Linked DNA regions of Callithrix jacchus: region 1 is linked to region 2. Evidence: chromatin contacts called from public Hi-C data. All regions are on one chromosome and are shown on one strand. Each heading gives the region's core, a stretch centred on a gene start, on an enhancer-like site or on the middle of the called end of the contact. The rest is flanking DNA. Distances are from core to core; before and after follow the strand shown. Region 1 holds the start of PEDS1 (plasmanylethanolamine desaturase 1). Region 2 holds the start of SNAI1 (snail family transcriptional repressor 1).

Evidence for each region. A called contact is a pair of places that touch in the nucleus more often than the background predicts.
Region 1: a Hi-C map of skeletal muscle shows a contact between it and region 2, with 4 times the contacts expected there. The contact joins the promoter of PEDS1 here to the promoter of SNAI1 in region 2. A contact is called at or near these places in 3 of 3 Hi-C or Micro-C datasets (induced pluripotent stem cells and skeletal muscle).

The regions. Positions count from the first base shown.
Region 1 is chr5:45,693,652-45,700,786 of calJac240_pri, reverse strand. PEDS1 (plasmanylethanolamine desaturase 1) reads left to right here and starts at 4,050. Exons shown (of 6, transcript NM_001205088.2): 1 at 4,050-4,327. The coding sequence starts at 4,207. It overlaps LOC118153630 (a long non-coding RNA gene), which reads right to left and starts at 3,976. Exons shown (of 7, transcript XR_004742985.3): 1 at 3,442-3,976; 2 at 3,179-3,308; 3 at 1-1,994.
Region 2 is chr5:45,524,920-45,532,136 of calJac240_pri, reverse strand. SNAI1 (snail family transcriptional repressor 1) reads right to left here and starts at 5,571. Exons shown (of 3, transcript XM_035298914.3): 1 at 5,410-5,571; 2 at 4,202-4,729; 3 at 1-733. The coding sequence starts at 5,491. The coding sequence ends at 549.

The sequences.
Region 1 (7,135 bases), core at 2,801-5,300, 170 kb before region 2:
CCCCAACATCCTCCCCACATGGCCATCCCTGCTGCCTCTGAGGCTCTTCTCACAGCCTGGTATACTCTCTGAGGCCCCCTGGTCCTACTACCAGGCTATGGCCTGGGTTTTTTTAAATTTCCGTGGGCTCCTAGCCCACTACTTAGCAGCCCACATATTCAGTCTGATTAAAATGCATCTGCAACAGAGGATTTTTTTTTTTTTTTTTGAAACAGAGTCTCCCTCTGTCACCAGGCTGGAGTGCAGTGGTGCGATCTTGGCTCACTGCAACCTCTGCCTCCCAGGTTCAAGTGATCCTCCTGCCTCAGCCTCCCGAGTAGCTGGGACTACAGGTGCCCACCACAACACCCGGCTAATTTTTGTATTTTTGGTAGAGATGGGGTTTCACCACGTTGGCCAGGATGGTCTCAATCTCTTGACCTTGTGATCTGCCTGCCTCAGCCTCCCCAAGTGCTGGGATTATAGACCTGAGCCACCGCACCCGGCTGCAACAGAGGATTTTTAGGGCAGTGAAACTACTCTGTCTGATAGCTACAACGGTGGATCCATGTCATTGCACGGTTCCCCAAGCCTGCAGAATATACACCAAGACTGAACCCTAATGCAAATTATGAACTTTCAGTGATAATGGAGTGTCAGTGTAGGTTTGTCAGTTAACAAATGTACCACTCGGAGGCCAGGCGCAGTGTCTCACACCTGTAATCCCAGCACTTTGGGAAGCTGGGGAGGTTCACTTGAGCCCAGGAGTTCAAGACCAGCCTGGGCAACATAGTGAGACCCCATCTCTACAAAAAATAAATTAACCAGGCATGGTGCTGTGTCCCTGTAATCTGAGCTACTTGGGAGTAGCTCTCTCTATTTGTCTTTCTGGCTGAAATACAGTGGCATAATCATGACTCACTGTAGTGACTCACTTAGGCTCAAGTGATCCTCCTGCCTCAGTGACACTGCAGCCTAGGCAACCAGAGCAAAACTTCATCTCAAAAAAAAAAAAAAAGAGTTATAAGACATCCAATAGAATGAGAGAAAATATGTTATAAATTCTATATCTGATAAAGGATTAATATCCATAATATATGAACTCTTACAATTCAAGAAAAATACCAATAACTGAATTTGAAAAAGGGCAAGGGATTTGTTTGTTTGGGGAACAAACAAACAGGGGCTGAGGAAAGAGGGAAGTAGGGAGTAATTGATCATGAACATGGGATTTCTTTTGGGGGTACTGAAAATGTTCTGGAGCTAGATAGTCATGATGATCACACAACTTTGTGGATATACTAAAAACCAGAGAATTTGCTTTAATAGGGTTTACTTTAAAAGGTATGAAATTTTTATCTCATAAAACAAAGGACATAGGCTGCGCACAGTGGCTCATGACTATAATCCCAGCACCCTGGGAGGCCGAGGTGGGCGGATCACAAGGTCAAGTGATCAAGACCATCCTGGACAACATGTCAAAACCCCGTCTCTACTAAAAATACAAAAATTAGCTGGGCATGGTGGTGTTCCTGTAGTCCCAGCTACTTGGGAGGCTGAGGCAGGAGGATGGCTTGAACCCAGGAGGCAGAGGTTGCAGTGAGTCAAGATCATGCCACTGCACTCCAGCATGGTGACAGAGCAAGACTCCATCTCAAAAAAAAAAAACTAAGTCAGATCATGTCATTCCTCTACTCAAATCCCCACAAGGAAAGGACTGCCCAGCTGATTTCAAGTTAGCGGCTCTCCCATGTTTTTTAGGTCTTGGATCCAATGTCATTTTCTTGAACAGGACTTCCCTAACCTCCACCCCCACCTCCCAAAACAGCAAGGATTCTGTCATGTTCATGTTCCCTGCTGTTTTCCTGGGTCAGATTGGTGTTTAATACACGTGTTCAGTGAATAAATGAAGGAATGAGTTATCTCAGGCAGTCTGTCCATCAGCCATCTGGTGCTGGCCACTGAGAGGGTCTCCGGATACCAGCAGTAACCAGCCACCCTATCCCGTTTGGAGGCTGTGAGACACAAGCAGAGAGTTTTAGAAGGTGTTTACCTGAAATCTGACATCCAGCGCCCACCAAAGCCACCACCCCCCCCTGCCTTAAGCTCCTGGGTTAAAAACTCCCAACTGTTGAATTAACTGAGCTGTTAATAAATGATGCAAGATAGCCAGGCTCAGTGGCTCATGCCTATAATCCCAGCACTTTGGGAGGCTGAGACGGGAGGATCACCTGAGATCAGGAGTGTAAAACCAGCCTGGCCAACATGGTGAAACTCTGTGTCTACTAAAAATACAAAAATTAGCCGCGTGCAGTTGTGGGCGCCCGTAATCCCAGCTACTCTGGAGGCCGAGGCCAAGAATTGCTTGAACCTGGGAGGCGGACATTGCAGTGAATCAAGATCGCACCATGGCACTCCAGTCTGGGCAACACAGCAAGACTCCATCTCAATAATAATAACAAATAAATAAATCATGCAAGACCAGACAGCTTCACCATAATTCACCAGGACGGGGGCTGCAACCTGTACCTGCCACTGGAAAGTGGCTTTTCCTTCCTGGGAGGAAGTGTGGGAAAGAAACGGAGGGAGCATAGCATAAGAAACGCAGGCCCTGATTGGCTGTGGCTGTCCAGGGGGAGAATCTGGATTCTGGAAGGGGATTTTACCTCCCCTCTCTGCTCCTCACAGCACCTCTCAGGACCTTCCACAGCCTCTAGGGTGGCTCCTATATGATCACACTGTATGGATTTTTCTTTTTCTTTTTTCTTTCTTTTTTTTTTTTTTTTTTTTTTGACAGTTTTGCTCTCGTCGCCCAGGCTGGAGTGCAATGGTGCAATCTCAGCTCACCGTAACCTTCACCTCCCGGGTTCAAACGATTCTCCTGCCTCAGTCTCCCGAGTAGCTGGGATTACAGCATGCGCTGCGACACCCGGTTAATTTTTGTATTTTTAGTAGAGACAGGGTTTCACCATGTTGGCCAGGCTGATCATAACCTCAGGTGATCCGCCAGCCTCGGCCTCCCAAAGTGCTGGGATTACAGGTTTGAGCCACCGCGCCGGGCCTGTATGGAATTTCTATGCGCAATTATTGTGTACTTTGTTGTCGGTTAGACCTGGGGTAAAAATCCCTGCTGCTGTCATTTATCTGCTGAAGTATGGAAGACATCTGGCTGAGCCTTCATCATTCAACAAGCACTTACTGAGCTCCACCATGTCCCAGTCCCGATCCTGGCACAGGGCTCAGCTGTCGGCAAAGCTGTTCTCTGCTCTCAGGAGCTTGCTCTCTGATGTGAGAGACAGGGACTGCAAGCTCATTGCCCACCACAAGCGCTGTGAAGAGAAAACAGGGTGATGTCACAGTGACTGGAGGAGGGGGCACCTTTGAGCAGTGTGGTGATGGGGGTGCTCTCTGAGCAGGCAATACCATTGATGTTTAAGGGTCAAAAAACTGTTGCTCGTCTACCTCTTGGACAGATATTAAGCGCTCAGCACATCTCATAGTGACCCCAGCTGTCATTTTCACTAGTGTACCGTCCTCTTCGTCGGGAGAACGTGAACTGGGTGGAAATGCGGGGCAGGCTCGAGGTTTCTTTGGGCGCACAGCACAGAGATGGCACACAGTCGATGAACACACACCGAAACCTCTGCACACAGTAGGGCTTGATAAACCAGCCCACGGTCCACCGGCCCTCCCTAGAGAGCGACGTACAAAGCGCGGGCCAAACACTCCCTGGCCTCGGCCCCCGCCCTGGGCCGGCGCCCTTCCCTCGCGTTCCTTGTACACAGTGGGCGCTTAACGCTGAGGGCTCAAGAAATGCCCATTTCTGGGCCCAGCTTCGGCCCATTGCATGGGCCCGTGAACCGAGGCCGAGGTGGGCGGCAACACGCTGCGAGCTCCCGGCGGGGGGCGCTGGACCCGGTAGCCCGGCCGGGGCGGAGTGGGACAGGCGGGCACACGCCTCGGCCCCACGCTCCCGCGCCCAGCTGCATCCAGCTGCAGCCCAGCCCCCGGCTCGCCGCGGTTGGTTGCGGCTCAGCGGCATCCGATTGGCCAGCGCGGCTCGGGCGCGGGCTCCGATTGGCTGTGACGCGCGGCCCAGCGAGGACCCCACCCGCGTCGCCGCCGCGCCAGGCGCTGGGCGGTCATTGGGCGGCGTGATCTCGCCGCGGTTCCGCGGCCCTGCCGCCGCCGCCAGCAGAGCGCACCGGGCGGGTCGGGCGGGTGGCCATGGCGGGCGCCGAGGACGGGCCGGGCCAGCAGCTGGAGCTGGACGAGGACGAGGCGGCCTGTTGTCGCTGGGGCGCGCAGCACGCCGGGGCCCGCGAGCTGGCTGCGCTATACTCGCCAGGTAAGACCTCCAAGCCCCCCTCCAGGCCTGCGGTCACCAGCCCGGCTTGCGGACAGCGACCCCAGATCAGAGCCCCAACCTCGGGCCCAGATGCCGAACTCCAGCCCGGGCTTCTAACTTGCAAATAGCGCCCCTAAGTCCGGGGACCCCACCCCAGCGTCCCTTCCAAACCCAAGCCAGAACCTTGGCCCCGGCGATTCCTGACTGCAAAGAGACTCCCCAGATCAAGAAGCTACCTTGAGCTCCCTGGGCGACAAACGGAACTCCCTTCGGACCCGCAGATGCGGAATCCTAGCCCCGGGGCATTCTCGATTGCGAAGAGTGCTCCTAGACTTAGAACCCCACCTCCCATCCCCCCAGGACCCAGTCCAAGCTCAAAGCTGCCCTTCAGCTATAAGCACTGCCCTCGGGCCCCTAAAAGTGACACCTCATCCCGGGTTTCTCAGATCTGGAATCTACACCCTAGTGTCTCCTCTGTGCCCTAGCCCAGGCCCTCGCTGCAAACAGTGACCTCATCTCCCTCACCTGGGAATGTCAGCCCCTGTGCCCAGGGAACCCTACCTCAGGGGCTCTCAGCTGCAGAGTGCCCCCTACACCCTTCCCCCAAAACTCCATCCTAGTGATAGCTTCAGTCGCTACAGATGGAGATCCTTTCCCCAACCCTCAGTGGGGAGCATCAGCCCTTACCCCATATTCCTGGATCCCAGGCAGTGAGGGGACTGAACATCACCCCGTATAAGCTCTCCTGTATATAAGCCCCAATTCCAGTTCTTGCCCCTCCCACGCATCCATATATTAGCCCCTTCCTTAGGACTCGGGACTGGAACCCCCATATTCCCCATACCAGATCATAAGTTGAAGTTCACCTCTCCCTCTCTGCCCCTTTCCTTCAGGCCATGGTTTCTCCCCGGCTTCTTCCTGCTTTGTTCACTGTATATGCTCCAGCAGGCACTCCCCACCCCCGTCTTCTCTGACTCCTCTGTGAGCCCTAGCCCAGGGTTAAGGAAGTGCCTTTGAGATCCCCAGATTCCGGTGACTGGGAGGCCCCTCTGCCCGGGTATCGCCATCGCTTCAAGCTTTGTTTGTCAAACATTCTGGCATCCTTCCTTTTGCTGTGGGGCAGCCACCAAGCACCACACACAGCCTTGCCTGGGGTGGGCCTGGGGTCACTAGCACCTTAGCTTCCTGCCCTCACTGGCTTGGGTTCCGTGCTGTCCCTTCCTTAAGAAGCAGCATAACCATGGGCCATTTGGGTTTCCTCTTTGGGTCCTAGACCACTCCATTCTCTGTATGTGATACTTCACACCTGACTTGGGCACCTGGTCCATACCACCATGGTTTCTTCAGGCCTATACCCAAGACACCCAGTCTGTGGACTTAAAACCTCCTCCTCTCCTGGGGTAGGCCAGGGTTAACATCCTGACTCTATTACTTATGTGACCTGGTCCAAGCCACTTTCCATCTCTGTTTTCCCTTGGTTTCCTTGCAAGTTGAAGTTTACCTGCCCCTTAGTGTCAGGAAGTGGAAGTGAGATGACCCACTGTGGTGCAGCATCTGGCATTCAGTAGGCACTCCCTGTTGTTAACACAGTCATCTGACCTTTGCTGTGGAAGATCCGCCTCACCTCTCTGGTCCTCAAACTTCCCACCTGGGAATTGAGAGTAAGAATGCAAGGGCCTCCCTCTTCAGTGTCCAGCTCTGCCTGCTCCTGTGAACCCCACCTACTTTCAGATAGCCCAAATCATTCCCAGGCATTCCGAGCCTCCCCAGGGACTGCCGTCTCCCCACTCCACCACGATCCATTGCATATCTGTCCATTTCTGGTTTCCCCGAGTACCCTTCACTCTCTGAAGAACAGCCATGCCTGAATCAGAGTCTGCAGACAGCCTGATGCCCCAAATCTGCAGTCAAAGTCCTTTATCTCTTCTAGACCTGGAGGTGGAGGAGGAAACTTGCCAAACTAGTTTCTCCAAATTTCTTTTCACTGGGCTCTCTGCCTCTGTCCCCTCACTGTGTGATCTTGGGGAAGTACTTAACCCCTCTGGGCCTGATAAAATGAGAGACTAGGTTAAATGTTTATTGAACACCTATGTTCTAGGCTCTGGGGGCAGAGTGGTGAACAAGACAGAAAAAAATGGAGCTGGTCAGGTGCGGTGGCTTACTACTGTAATCCCAGCACTTTGGGAGGCCAATGCGGGCAGATCACTTTAGGTCAGGAGTTTGAGACCAGCCTGGGCAAACCCCATCTCTACTAAAAATACAGAAATTAGCTGGATGTGGTGGCAGGTGCCCGTAATCCCAGCTACTTGTGAGGCTGAGGCAGGAGACTCACTTGAACCTAGGAGATGGAGTTCGCAGTGAGCAGAGACCACGCCACAGCACTGCAGCCTGGATGACAGAGGGAGAGGGACTCTGTCTCAAAAAAAAGAAAAAGAAAAAAACGGAGCTGGCAGTTTAGTAGAGAGCCAGGCAATAAACTCAGCAGATAACGATCTCACATCTGCAGTGGTGGCAGGCGCCATGGAACAAATGTATAGCTGGAGAGAGGGACCTGAAATGTTTGGGAAGGGCTGACATTTTAGAGAAGGGGTAGTGAAGGCCTTCCTGAGCAGGTGATATTGGGATGAAGGACTGAAGGTAGGAAGGCAGGAGGGAGGGGGCTCTGAAGATAGTTGAGGAAAGGTTGGTCCAGACCAGGGAAACAGCAAATGCAAAAGCCCTGAGGCAGGAACTTGCTGGGCACGTTTAGGGAACTTGGAGGAACTTGGAGGACACGTGTAGGCTGGTGGGAGTGGGAGAAGTTCCTGG
Region 2 (7,217 bases), core at 4,322-6,821:
TGAGACATTGTTAAATTGCCCGGGAACAGGTGCCACCCCGCCAAACAGGAGGTTGAAATAGCAGTCTGCCACCACCTCCGCAGGCCCCGGGGCTGCACCTGGGGGTGGATTATTGCATAGTCAGTCACACCTCATGGAGGGTGGTCTGAGGGTTCCTTGTGGGGTGGGGGTGAGGGGAGTAGGGTCCCCTGAGTGGGGTAGGAGTCCGCTTTCATCCCGTAGCTCAAAGCAGCTGTATCCAAACAGCTCTGGATACAAAAACCCACGCAGAAAGGCCAGCTCAGGACAGCCCCCGGCCTGGGGCTGCCAGCTGCCCTCCCTCCACAGAAGTTGCCACGGGCAGGCCTCTTCCAGAGCCCACTGAGGGACCCAGGCAGAGGAAACAGAACCAGAAAATGGCCTTCATCAAAGTCCTGTGGGGCTGAGGCAGCCAGAAGTGGGGTGCTCAGGAGGGAATTCAGTGAGAAGGACCTGGGCCCTTCCCGCTGGAACTGCGGGGAGGCTGTCAGGGAGGGGCTGGTAAGGAGAGGAAGAGGGAGCCTAGAGGGTCAGCGAGGGCATCCTGAGCAGCCGGACTCTTGGTGCTTGTGGAGCAGGGACATTCGGGAGAAGGTCCGAGCGCATGCCTGGCACTGGTACTTCTTGACGTCCGAGTGGGTCTGGAGGTGGGCCCGCAGGTTGGAGCGGTCGGCAAAGGCACGGCTGCAGTGGGGACAGGAGAAGGGCTTCTCGCCTGGGGAGAGAATGGCCAGAAAGGCTGAGTGAGCCGTGGGACAACAGCTGGCAGCGATGGGAATCCCTCCCCACGTGCCCCAAAACCTGAAAGAATCCCATGATCCCAGGAAAGCCAGGCCACAGTGAAACGAGCATCCAGGCTCCAAAGGCCAGGACCTGACAGAGCTCTGCTGCTTCCCACGGTACAACCCCAGGCAAGCTGTCTGGCTTCTCTGAGCCTGCATCTTCCACCTGTAAAATGGGGCTATTCGCTCCCCACTCATAGGGGTCGGTAAGTGGCAGGAGATGGGGTACAGCACTCATCATCCTGCAGGAACGTGGGAAGGGGTGCAATGATGACTGCACACTTTTACTGATTGGTCCTACTGTCACTCAATCCTACAGTGGTCCTCATTTCAGAGAGGGTGAAACCGAGGCCCAGAAGTAGCATGTTCAGGGTCCCCTGGCAGGACCCCAAAGCCTCTGATTTCACCCACTGTCCTTACTGCCTTCAGTCAACGGACGATGTGGCTGGTGTGCCTTGTGGTCCTGGAGTCACTCCTTGATTTATTTTGTTGGGGGCCAAAGCTAGAGTCAGCCTTACTAGGCCTCCCCACCCCCACTGCAAGGTGGTTAGGCCACCCCCGGGCCCGGCCAGCATCCTGCTTTGCTCACCACCCCACCTCCTGTGCCGAAATCCCAAATCTCCTTGTCTGTTCTCCAATGAGGCCGAATCCCATAAGGGCAGGGGCTTCCCTGAGTCCATTTAAGCCCAGCCCAGGGCCTGGGCCCCTTTCTACCACCCAAGAGGCTACAGAAACCAGTGCCCATGACACACCAACTGCCTGGCTAAGGCTGTGTTGGGAACTCAGTCCTCAATAAGCCCTTAGAGAAGAAATAAGTATTCTTAAAAATAAAAAGGCCTCAGAGGAGCCTGCCCCTTACTCGTGCCTCATCACAATCTCTGCTCCAACCAAAAGCCTACAGTTCCAAAAACACCAATCAGGTTGTTTTGTCTTTTTTTGGGGACACAGCATTTTCCAAACAAAAAGTAATAATAGTTACTCTTTAAACAGAAACCTATGGAGGCCAGGTGTGGTGGCTCATGCCTGTAATCCCATCACTCTGGGAGGCCGAGTGAGGCAGGAGAATTGATTGAAGCCAGGAGTTTGAGACCAGCCTGGGCAACAAAGAAAGACCCTGTCTATAAAATTTTTTTTAAATTATTGAGCTCCTACTATGTGCTACACACTATTCTATAATACTGAACAGTCTTTTTAAAAAATATGCAATTCTCCTATCCCTTCACACCCAGTCCGATATGCCCTAAGGCCAGGGCTGGCTGTTAAATCCCAGTGCTGGATGAAATTTAAGAGCTGGGAGTGAATTAATTCCATCAACTCCTGGGTACCTAGGGTGCTTCACTGAGCTAGCAGGGTAGGAGGGAGTCCAGAGGATGCTTCCAATGGGACCTATACATTCAACAGGGACCTACGGAGAGCCTGAGAGCTGGGCTCAGTCTCTGGAAATGTACCACTCCACAGGGTGGGGGACCTAGGGGATGGGGGAGGGGATGGCTGGGAGAGCATACTACTCCACTCTGCCATTACTCCGCACGTTGGGCCTGCAGGGTTTGTTGATTGCATTCTGAGTCTTCATGTGAAAGAGAAAGTTAAGTTCTCACTTGTGAACTAAGGGCTGACTCTGGAGATCTGGTAAAGGGGCTGGAGTCCATTCGTAAGACTGGGCGGGTTATGATGGTACCCCCTTCCCAGGGCTGTGGTGAGCCTGAGCACTGCCTCCTGCACAGTAAGTGCTTTAAGTGTGATGGCACACACACGAACAAAAGAGAAAGGAGACGTTCTAGGACATACATGATGGGCTCTGGGAGTGGGGCTGTGTGCACATGCAGGAGTCGAAGACTACACTTCTCAGATCCCGCGCCCCGCAGACGCCTTCATGGTTCTCCTGGCAAGTGTGAAATCGGCACCAGGCCGGCGGGGACAAAGGCCACCGAGGGGGGCACCGTACATGCGATACCCCCGGATTAAAGGGGCCTGCCATGCACTGGGCCAGCAGCTGCGACTGGAACAGGTGCTGGGCACCGCTGCCCCATGCACCTGCTCTGCTCCTCCCAGCCCCCACCCACTGGGCCCACCATTAAGGCACACAATGGGAGTCAATGAGGACAGCAGTGATACATTTCTGTGTCCCAGCCGTGCCTTTACATTAAAATAATGCCGGATTGGGGGCAAGGGAGGGGGGACAGCAGAGCAGCACCCTGAGGGGTTCAACGCTCCCAAAATAGAGCCCTGTGAGCTAGGCAGGCACCCAGAAGGCCAGGCAGTTGGACCTTTACATGTTAAAATCAGGGCTAAGGGTGCACAAAGGAAGAGAAATGGGTAGCCTTAGTTGAGTAAGATGCCAATAAAGCCTGCAAAAGGCCAGGCCTTCCAGACACCGCACTGACCCTCACCACTCCGAGGTCAGGTGCTGGGTCAGGAAATGGCAGAACCTGCCCGGGGTGAACCCCTGGAATCTCCTCTCTCAACCGTCACTCTCCAGAGCAGCTCTGGGCATGGTGGTCACCACCATTCAAGTTCTAAAAAGTTCTACCTTTTCTCCACGTCCAGAAAGTTTCCTACGCATTTAGTAAATTTTCAAGACACCAAGACATGATTGCGCTGTCTGCCCCAAAGATGCCTTTCCTGGTCTGCCAGATAGGACTGAGTGGGGGTGGGGAAGCAGACCAGAGAACCACCAGGTATGATAAATTACTGCAAAGTGATTAGCATAAAGTGATTATCAACCTTCACAGTCACTCTCTAAAACTTACCTATCATAATCCTCCCCTGAGGCTCAGAGAGGTTAAGTTGCTTGCCCAAAGTCACACAGCAGGGAAGCCGAGCAAACGGCAAGGAAGCATTTTTGTGAGCATTTAGCAGGTACCAGGCACTTTGCCAGGTGCTTCCCATACGCATTCCTGCATTTAGCCTGCATAGAAACCCCATAGGCTGTTCTCATGCCCATCTGAAAGATAGGGAAAATGAGGCTCACAGAAGTGAAACATCAGACCAAGCTTTGAGAAAGTTCTCAAAGCAGGATTCAGAGCCAGGTGGGGGGGGGGTCTGACAACATCCTGTCTGGCTAGGGAGGGGTGGATCAGGAGAGGGTGGGGCCAGGCGGACCCCTTCGCACCTGGCCACCACCACAAGGTGCTGGTGGCACCTTTCCCATATCCAGCTCCTACCCATTTGGCTGAGAAGCTGGCTGCAGGGGATTGGAAAGGTGTCTGCTTTGCCCATCTGCTTAGCTGATGAAGGAACATTTCTGCCAAACGTTTCCAGAGAGCCGGGCCCCTGAACTTGAGTTAGAAGTTAGGAGACTCGGGGCCTCCGTGTCTACAACTTTGAGAATGAGAAAAGTAAGCCCAGATTCACAAAAGCTGGCAGAGAAAGCAGTGGGGCGGGCCAGGAGGGGCACTTACCAGTGTGGGTCCGGACGTGGCCTTGCAGCAGCCAGGGCCTAGAGAAGGCCTTCCCACAGGTGCCACAGACGCAGGGCAGCGTGTGGCTTCGGATGTGCATCTTCAGGGCACCCAGGCTGAGGTATTCCTTGTTGCAGTATTTGCAGTTGAAGGCCTTTCGAGACTGGAGATCCTTGGCCTCAGAGAGCTGGGCCAGCTGCTTGGGCACTTGGACCAAGCCTGGGAAGACAGCATAGGCCTCGGCCTCCAAGGAAGAGGCCGAAGTGGAAGAGAAGGACGAAGAAGCCGGTGAGGGTGGGCTGGGGGGCTGGGAGCCTTTCCCGCTGTCCTCATCTGACAGGGAGGTCAGCTCTGCCGCCCTGGGGCTCTCCTGGGCCCGAAGGGAGGCCCAGGCAGTTGGCTGGGCTTGGGGGGCCAGGACAGAGTCCCAGATGAGCGTTGGCAGCGAGGCCGTGGGGTTGAGGATCTCCGGAGGTGGGATGGCTGCCAGCAGGTGGGCCTGGTCATAGGGCTGCTGGAAAGTAAACTCTGAGGGAGAAAGAGCAGAGTCAGGCGTTAATTAAATCATTCACTCAATCAACAAACTAGAGCCCACCGCTGGCCAGGGGCTGGGTGAGGCTGACTCTCAACACATAATTAGATCAATAAAATTATCCATAGGGCAGACCAAATTCCTGCCCTCCTCGCCCAGGTCACCCAACCTGAGTCTCTCACAGGTAGGACCCCCAGTTGAAGAGGGTCATTTCCAGATCTCGGTCTCCTGAGTCCCAAGTCCCCAGCCTGAAGCCAGAAGCCCATTACCCCAGCCCCCGAGCCACCACTCCACCCCAGTCCCCCTCCTCACACACATCTGGTCTCTCCACCCCTCTCCTCAACACTCTGGACTCCGGACTCTCCCCAGCAGCGTCCGGCGGGCCCTCCTGGCACAGGCCTCCTTCCCCTCGGGAGCTCCTGCGCCTCTCGCAGGCTACAAAGGCCCCCCAAGCGCAAGACCCCTGCCCGCTACACGGCACCCCCCAAACCACTCAGATAGATCCCTGGGACTGGAGACCTACCTGCCCGGTCTCCCGAGCCCGAGCCCTCAATGCTCCACAAAACATCCTGCGAATCGATCCTGGCCCAAGCAGGCCGCCTCCTTCAGGTGCCCCCCACGCAGCCTTCGCCTGTCTCCCCCAAATCTCCTGGAGCCCGGGACCCCTCCAACGCACCTGGATTAGAGTCCTGCAGCTCGCTGTAGTTAGGCTTCCGATTGGGGTCGGAGGGCTTCCTGACAAGAAAAGAGCGCGGCATGGTGGCCAACGCACCGGGGTCGCCGAGTCGCTCAGAAGTAGCGCAGGAGAACCACCGCTTAGGCCGTGCCGCGGCGCAATGAGTGCACCCGCGCCGCCAACTCCCTTAAATACTCCAGGGGGCGGCAGGGGAGGGGTCTTATCTGCCTCGCCCCTTTGTCACCTCAGCACCAATCGGAGGCACGTCTCCGCCGAAGGCCACGCCTCGAGCAGGTGCGCCGGGGGCGGACCCGGCTCGCGCCGCGTGGCGCTGGGAGCCCGGGCGGAGGCTCCTGCAAGGCGGGGTTCGGGAGCGCAGCGCTGGTCGTTCCCAGTGCTGGGGCTGTCCGGGGCGGGACATCGGGCGCATTTAGGCCCCTGCGAGGCGGGACCCCTCGCACCCACCCGCTCAGCGCCCCACGGTCGGAGCGCTTCTGACGCCCCCTGGCGCTGCGCGCGGGCCGGGACACCTGACCTTCCGAAGCCCGCCCCCGCCTCGGGCTTGGGAGGGGGCGGAAATTTCCTCCGCCCGGCTGGCGCCTGGAGAGCGTGGCATTGAGGAGGGAAATGCATATTGCTGGGGAGGATGCGAGGAAACGGACACTACACGTGGCTCTTGGCAGCATGAAATGCCATGGCTTTTTTGCAAAGCAGCCTAGCGAAGTGCGCCCGTTCCTTCCCTTAGCCAGTGTTTACGGAGCGTCCAGCACGTGTGGGGCACTGTACCTGGGGCCGGGGCACAGCCCTGGACAGGACACTCAGAGCCTCTCTCGAAGTTTAGCTACCCGTCCAATGGGGGAGACAGCTGAAGTAAACAGACAATTACAATGCAAAGGGAAGTGTGCTTTGGTGGGGGAGAGACGGGACGCGGCGACCGTTAAGAGGCGGGTCACCTGACAGGGGGTCGGGGTGACTGCCCAGAGGAAGTGAAGAATTATCAAGGGGAAAGGCCCGAGGGAAGAACTGGCAACTGCTTCCGAGTAACTCCTGGAGAGCAGCTCCCAGGGATGGGGTGGGGTGGGCAGGCCCGGAGGGGTCAGATGTGAGGAATCTGGACTTTGCCTCAAGGGCACTGGGGAGCCACCGAAGGATTTTCAGCTGAGGAGGTACCTGGTTAGAGTTTCCTTGAAAAAGATCCCCGTAGGCCGGCAAAGAGTTGGGATGAGGCCGGTGTGTCTCCTGAGCCCTTTGAAGATCCCCATCCTGTCTACAGGCTCTCACGGCTCCTAAGGGACCCTGACTGAATGTATGTGTGGTGGGCCCAGGTGAGGAGCAGCTGCACCCCTACCCCAGCTTCCCTGGAGGCATGCCAGGCCCAGGGGTGGTGCTGAAATAAACCCCACAGGTCTCGCCATGCCTGTTTCCATCTGTGAAGGAAGACCATGAACACCTTTACGCACCCTCCCCCCAACCAACAACAACTCGAAGGGCAGGACTATTGTCTGTTTTGGTCACTCGGTGCCAGGTGTAACAGCAGTGAGCACAACCATCCTCCCCTGGTTCTAGTTGGAGAGTGGGAGTAGGGTGGGGGAGACAGGCAACAAGTAGTCATTAGGCAGAATACTACCCCTCCCATGTCAATTTAGCTTCAATCAGGATCCTCTCCTTGAATCTAGAGTGAGGCCAGGTCACCCCCTCCTCTGCTCAAACCCTCCCATGTGCCGAAATCCTCTCCTTGGCCAGTGCGGCCCTGCTGCTCTGACCCCAGCTGACCTTGGCTTGAGCCTCTCTCCCTCTTCCAAGCACAA